2 separate regions of the Pelodiscus sinensis genome follow, and region 1 is linked to region 2. A link is a contact called in public Hi-C data. All regions are on one chromosome and are shown on one strand. Each heading gives the region's core, a stretch centred on a gene start, on an enhancer-like site or on the middle of the called end of the contact. The rest is flanking DNA. Distances are from core to core; before and after follow the strand shown.

Region 1 (2,700 bases), core at 146-2,645, 140 kb after region 2:
TGGAAAAAATATCAGAATGAAGGGGCTATAATATGTTCACATGAAATTCACTGATTTATATCTAAAACATTTTGAAAGGTCAAAATAAGAGCTAAATGTTTTAATTCTAAGTGGAACATTTTGGTCATCTCAAAATGTTTTCTTTTGGGGAGGATTTCAATTTTTAAAAATTTCAGTTTCTGATTTTGTTTCGTTTGGGCTCAAAATTTGCTGAACTAGACTATTAAACCCTTTACTTTAAATGCAAGGTCTGTTCTCTCTGCATGGCAGTCAAGTCCTAAATTTAGTGAAGGAAGCGCAACAAGAGGGGGGGGGAGGTAGCAGCTAGGCAGAGAAGCACCAGTGAAGCCCAATGCAGTAGACAGGCAAGAGCTAGTATGTGGTGAGATTAGGGAGTGCCCCCCACATCTTTCAGTACAAAGTGACATGTGAGGGGGCTGCCCCAGGAACTTTCAGTGCAGCATGGCATGTTGTGGGTGACCCAAAGCCACCCAGTCGTGTATGCGGATCACCTCAGGGCTGCAGTGACGAACCCAGGCCGCAGTACCATGCAGTATAGTGTGGGGAGGCACCCTAGAGTCACGCAAGAGCCTGAGGGGATGTCTCAGGCTAATGCACTGAGGCGTGGCATGGGGAAGATGCGCCCCAGATCTGTACACTGCAGCGGGGCACGATGGCGCCCCAAGGCCGTGCATGTAAGGTGGCATGGGGGGAGAGGCACCCCGGACCACGCATGAAACGCGGAACGGGGGGAGAGGCGCCCTAGAGCCATGCAGCATGATAGGAAGGGGGGGGGGGGGGGTCGCGCAGTGAAGCATGGAAGGGAGCACGCGACGGGGCTCCCCGGGGCCACGCACCGAAACGCAGAGACCCTGAAGGGAAACGCAGCTGGAGGCGGGGTAGCGCCCCCCAGCTCTCACACGAGGTGCGGGAGGCAGAGAGAAGCGCGTCGCTTCTGGCTGCTTCTAGGACCTTCTGCGGGAAGCAGGGTGAGGGCGGGAGGCAGAGCCCGAGAGGCGGGACTTACAGAGGCTGATGGATTCCGCCTCCTTCTAGGATGTTCGGAGGGGAGGAGATCGGCTCCGGCTTGCAATGAATGAAGTCACCTTGCAGCGTGCGCACTAGCTCTCCCCGCCCTTTCCGAAGCCAACCGGTGACAGTTGACCTCGCGCAAGCGCATTTCCCATCCCCGTCTTCAGAGGCGACAATTGGAAATGGAGCGCGCGTGCGAGCCGGGCTCCGCATGACGCATGCGCAGTCGCCTCAGCGAGGCGCCAGACGAAAAACGCATGCGCAATCCGAGAACGGTTCGCCCAGCGCACGCGCATTTTGATCGCAGCAACCGCCCCCCTCCGTCAGCCCCTCCCCCAGTGATGAAGGTTGGAGTTACCCACCCCCGTGCCTGTCAGTGAAGGTTCCCGATGGTTCTGGAAGGAGGCGGCGCCGGGAGTATATAAGCCGGGCGGGGGGCGGCGAGCCGCCAGTTCCGTTACTGCGGAAAGAGGAGGACGCTTAACTTAGAGGAGCAGGAGCCCCAAGAACACTCACCGCCAAGGTGAGGCGCGAGGAGCGGTGGCTGGAAGATCGACCCCAGGATGGTTTTTTCCTCAACGGGCTCGTTCTCTAGCTGAGCCTGGAACCGTGGCTTAGATTGATGGCGGAGCCTTTCCGCGCCGTGTGGTGGAGCAGGCTGCCCTGCTTGCGGGGGTGGGCAGTGCGGGGGGGCGATGTGAGGGGCGCAGCCCACAGTGCCTGGCGCACAGCGGTGCTGGGCGTTAAGGGGCGTTCGTGGCCCTTAGGTGGCTGCTGAGGAGGAAGAGTAGGTGGGAGCGGGGAGACGCAGTATGTAGGGGGCCCGCCCCCTTGGGTACCCGCCTGGCTCACATGCAGGGGGGGGATGATGGAGACCGGCAGCAGGAGGAGGGGTCTATTGGGAAGAGGGCTTGTCGCGCGGCACGGGGGGGGCACCGGCTTGGGGAGGGGAGGGTCCGCTGGGCGCGGGACTTGCGCTTGCGGCTGGGGGGGGAGGTGGAGGTGGAACGAGGGGGAGGAGAGGAAGGCTCTCGCAGTTTCTAGAATCTGTTCCAGGTCTGGATCTGTAGGGGGCGCTGTGCTCCCATGTTTGTCAGTGCCCACTCTCCCATGCCTGTGGTGTCTAGCCTGCCTGAACTGCTGTAGAAAGTACCCTTGGGGATCTGGACTGACCCAATTCTCGGTGGCTATCTGTAGTGCAGTGCATTTTACTAGTTACTGCAATGGAAAAGTAGCTAGTGAGGTCTCCCTTCAGTTGGATTTGATTTAAATGCTGCAGTGCAAGTTTAAACAGTCATGGCACTGGGCTCCCCTGACTGGCAAAACCAGTTTTTCCTGCATGACCAATAGATTGTTACCTCTGATGTATAGATACCTAGCAAGAGATGGCACTCTTCTCTGTTAAAAGAACCTGTGTTGTTACAAGCTGAAAGTGTATGAGCTATAATGTTCTGTGGTCTTTAGGAGAAAGCTCCCAGTAGGACTGAGTATTCAGCCAAAACAAAAAAATTGACTATTTGACACTAACCAGATTATCCAGGTATGTCTTGCAAGTCACATTCTAGATCCAAATGTTGTATAAAGTGAAACTTAATTTTTGAAAGTTAGATTCTGTAATGTTAACTTACTGTATTCAGCACTTAGTATTGTTCTTGCAATTCTGTATGC
Region 2 (2,700 bases), core at 77-2,576:
TAGTTCTTCCAAGTCATGTTGGACAACTGCTTATTCTGCCAGACTAGAACATAGGGCAACCCACACCTATTACCTTCATTCAATCATGCACATTCTACCTTGTTTGAAAATGAGCTGCTCCCAACACCAGTCTTCCAACTATAAGACTAATGCCTGGAGAAATCTAAATTCCAAGGTAAATGAAAGTGATCAGGGAGTTAAAGTCAGCAGCGGAGCTAGTGCAGTAGCTCTCAGTACAGTTCAATCATTGAGAGAGATGCCCATGATTATTCACTGTCCTACACATTCTAGTACCCAGTCCCAATTTTATACCAGAGACCACTTTCCCATTCACTTGAACCTTTGGTTCTCTATAGACATCTCCTCTACCCCTTTGTTTACCTTGTGTACAAGGCACCTGGTGGTACCGATAGCTTTGCCCTCCTGAAGGGCAACCTGCTGGGCCACATTCTGCAACTGCTGTGCTGCATTGTGCATGATACTCGTTACCAGCTGAGACTCCGTGGCAGCAGTCAGGCTAGAGCCCTGTGGGGTTCCACTCATCCCTGATGCTGGGGGCCTGAAGCTAGTCTCCTGGGGTAGGGGGTATCCCCCACCTCTGGGAGAAGACAACATCACTGAGGACCCAGTGCCAGCTCCAGAGGAGGGAAGAGGGGGTGGTGGCTGCTTCTGGGTCCTGCTCACTTGTTCGATGACCCTCTGGAGCTCCTCTGGCGCCAGGAGCGTCGCTGGGGCCTGCTGGCCGGGAAGCTCGGCCTGACTCTTCTCCGCAGGCAAATTCCCCATCAGCTCAACGGCCTGGTTGTCGGTCGCTGCCACCAGCTGCTCCTCGGCGCTCAGCTCAGCCCCCTGCACCAGGCTCCCCGCTGGCTGCAGGAAGAGGGTGGTGCAGATGGCAGAGGGACTGGCCGCCAGGCTCTGCGACAACTCCTCGATCACCGCCAGCGCTTGCGATCCCTCCTCAGCGGGGAATCTAGGCTCCAGGGCGCCCAGCAGGCCCCCACCCTCCACCGGACACAGCAAGTCACCCCTGGCCACGGCCGCCCCCGGGGGATGGTCAGGCCCCAGCAGCCCAACGCCCTCCCCAGCCGCCGCGCTGAGGAGAGCCCCGCGGGCAGCGGCCGGTCCGGGGGGCTCTTCCTCAGCAGGGGGTGGCGGCGCCGCGATCTCTCCTCCCCCATCCTCGGGAGCCGCCATCTTGGCAGGTGTCGGGGGGCGGGAGGCACATTCGCCCCGCAGACCTTAAAACTCCGGAGGGAACCTAGAGGAACCGGCAATGAGGGAGCCAGCCAATAGGGACGGCGGGTGCGGCCTTCACTCAGCATCACGGAAGGGGCGGAGTCTTAAGGACTACAGGGGCCCCGCAGTGTCAAGACGCTTTCGAAAGCGTTTTCCTGTGAGATGGCGTGTAGTGCAAATACAGTTGAAGTCGATACACACAATATACTCATTCAACAGTAGTCCCGTGCAATAGTGTTCAGTGCACCACACGGCATACAATGCAATTCAGAGGGTGCCAATACCTCTATCTAAACAGATTTGGTACACCATGGGATAGAGAAAAATAATCTGAAATTGATAACAATATTTTTAAAGAGTAAAAATAAACCTTTTTTTAGTAAAGTAAATTGTAGCCAAACCAAGCGTTAGTCTGTTTTTGAAACACACAAGATATAATCGCCTAATTAAAGGGTCTTCATGGACAATGACAGGTCAATTTTACCCACAAAGTCACTGTCTTAACATTTTGGCTCTGATCCTGCAAAGATGTGTGTATTTAGCTTACTTTCATTCGGTGGGATTACATCCATGCATAATTTTACAATGAAAGCACTCTGCCCTGACTTTTAATAATTTAATTAGAAATATTTTCTTTTCTCATGCATTACAATATTTTAAACCACTAATTTTCAGAGTAACATATTTTTTCAAGGGAAACTGGCTTTTTTTTCTTTTAAACGTTACTTTCTAGTTAATTAAAGCAAAAATCAAAAGGTACTATTTGAAATTTGAGGAGGGACTATTTTACATCTAAAGTGTGCTGTGTGTTCCTATTTTGCTGAATATATCAAAACTATTATTTTGTATTGCACCGAGTAACAAAACACATTAAAAGCCAAATATGAGTGTGCTTCATATATATGATTCGGGGACTGAACAGAAAAAGATCCGATTAAACATATGGACTAGAAAATACATAAAAAATACTGCTGAACGCTTGCATAATGGATATACCTGAAGAAATGCGACAATGTTTAAAGTCCTCAAGCAAAAGTGCCCCCTAAAAACTGTGGTGCTGCATTATCAGGTTATAGCTCTTTAAAAAGCTTGACGGAGAGTCAATTTAAAGTAAAATAACCGTAGTCATTATTTTATAGTGACGTTTGCATTTAAATATGAGTGCATTACTCTGTGTTTAATCCATCAAAACATATTAATGGAAATTTAAAGTACTGGAAGAAATTTGAAAATAAAAAGTTCCCTTGTGGCCCGTACGGGGATCGAACCCGCGACCTTGGCGTTATTAGCACCACGCTCTAACCAACTGAGCTAACCGGCCACTTGATGCAAGGCGTGCTTCGTTTACCCTTATAAGAAGAACAAATGGGATATTTTTGTTTTCTAACTATATTTCTATTGTGCTTACTTTAGATATTACCTCTTGATACAACATCAAGTTGTCTGGAGTCCAAACTCCAG

Evidence for each region. Hi-C and Micro-C count contacts between places; a contact is called where the count stands out from the background.
Region 1: a contact with region 2 is called in a Hi-C map of liver, with 4 times the contacts expected there. The contact joins the promoter of HSP90AA1 here to the promoter of ZNF839 in region 2. A contact is called at or near these places in 3 of 5 Hi-C or Micro-C datasets (blood, liver and an unstated tissue).

The regions. Positions count from the first base shown.
Region 1 is chr4:22,312,821-22,315,520 of ASM4963464v1, forward strand. HSP90AA1 (heat shock protein 90 alpha family class A member 1) reads left to right here and starts at 1,396. Exons shown (of 11, transcript XM_006119990.3): 1 at 1,396-1,555.
Region 2 is chr4:22,176,629-22,179,328 of ASM4963464v1, forward strand. ZNF839 (zinc finger protein 839) reads right to left here and starts at 1,327. Exons shown (of 8, transcript XM_014571980.3): 1 at 685-1,327. The coding sequence starts at 1,197. TRNAI-AAU (transfer RNA isoleucine (anticodon AAU)) reads right to left here and starts at 2,560; the gene lies at 2,487-2,560.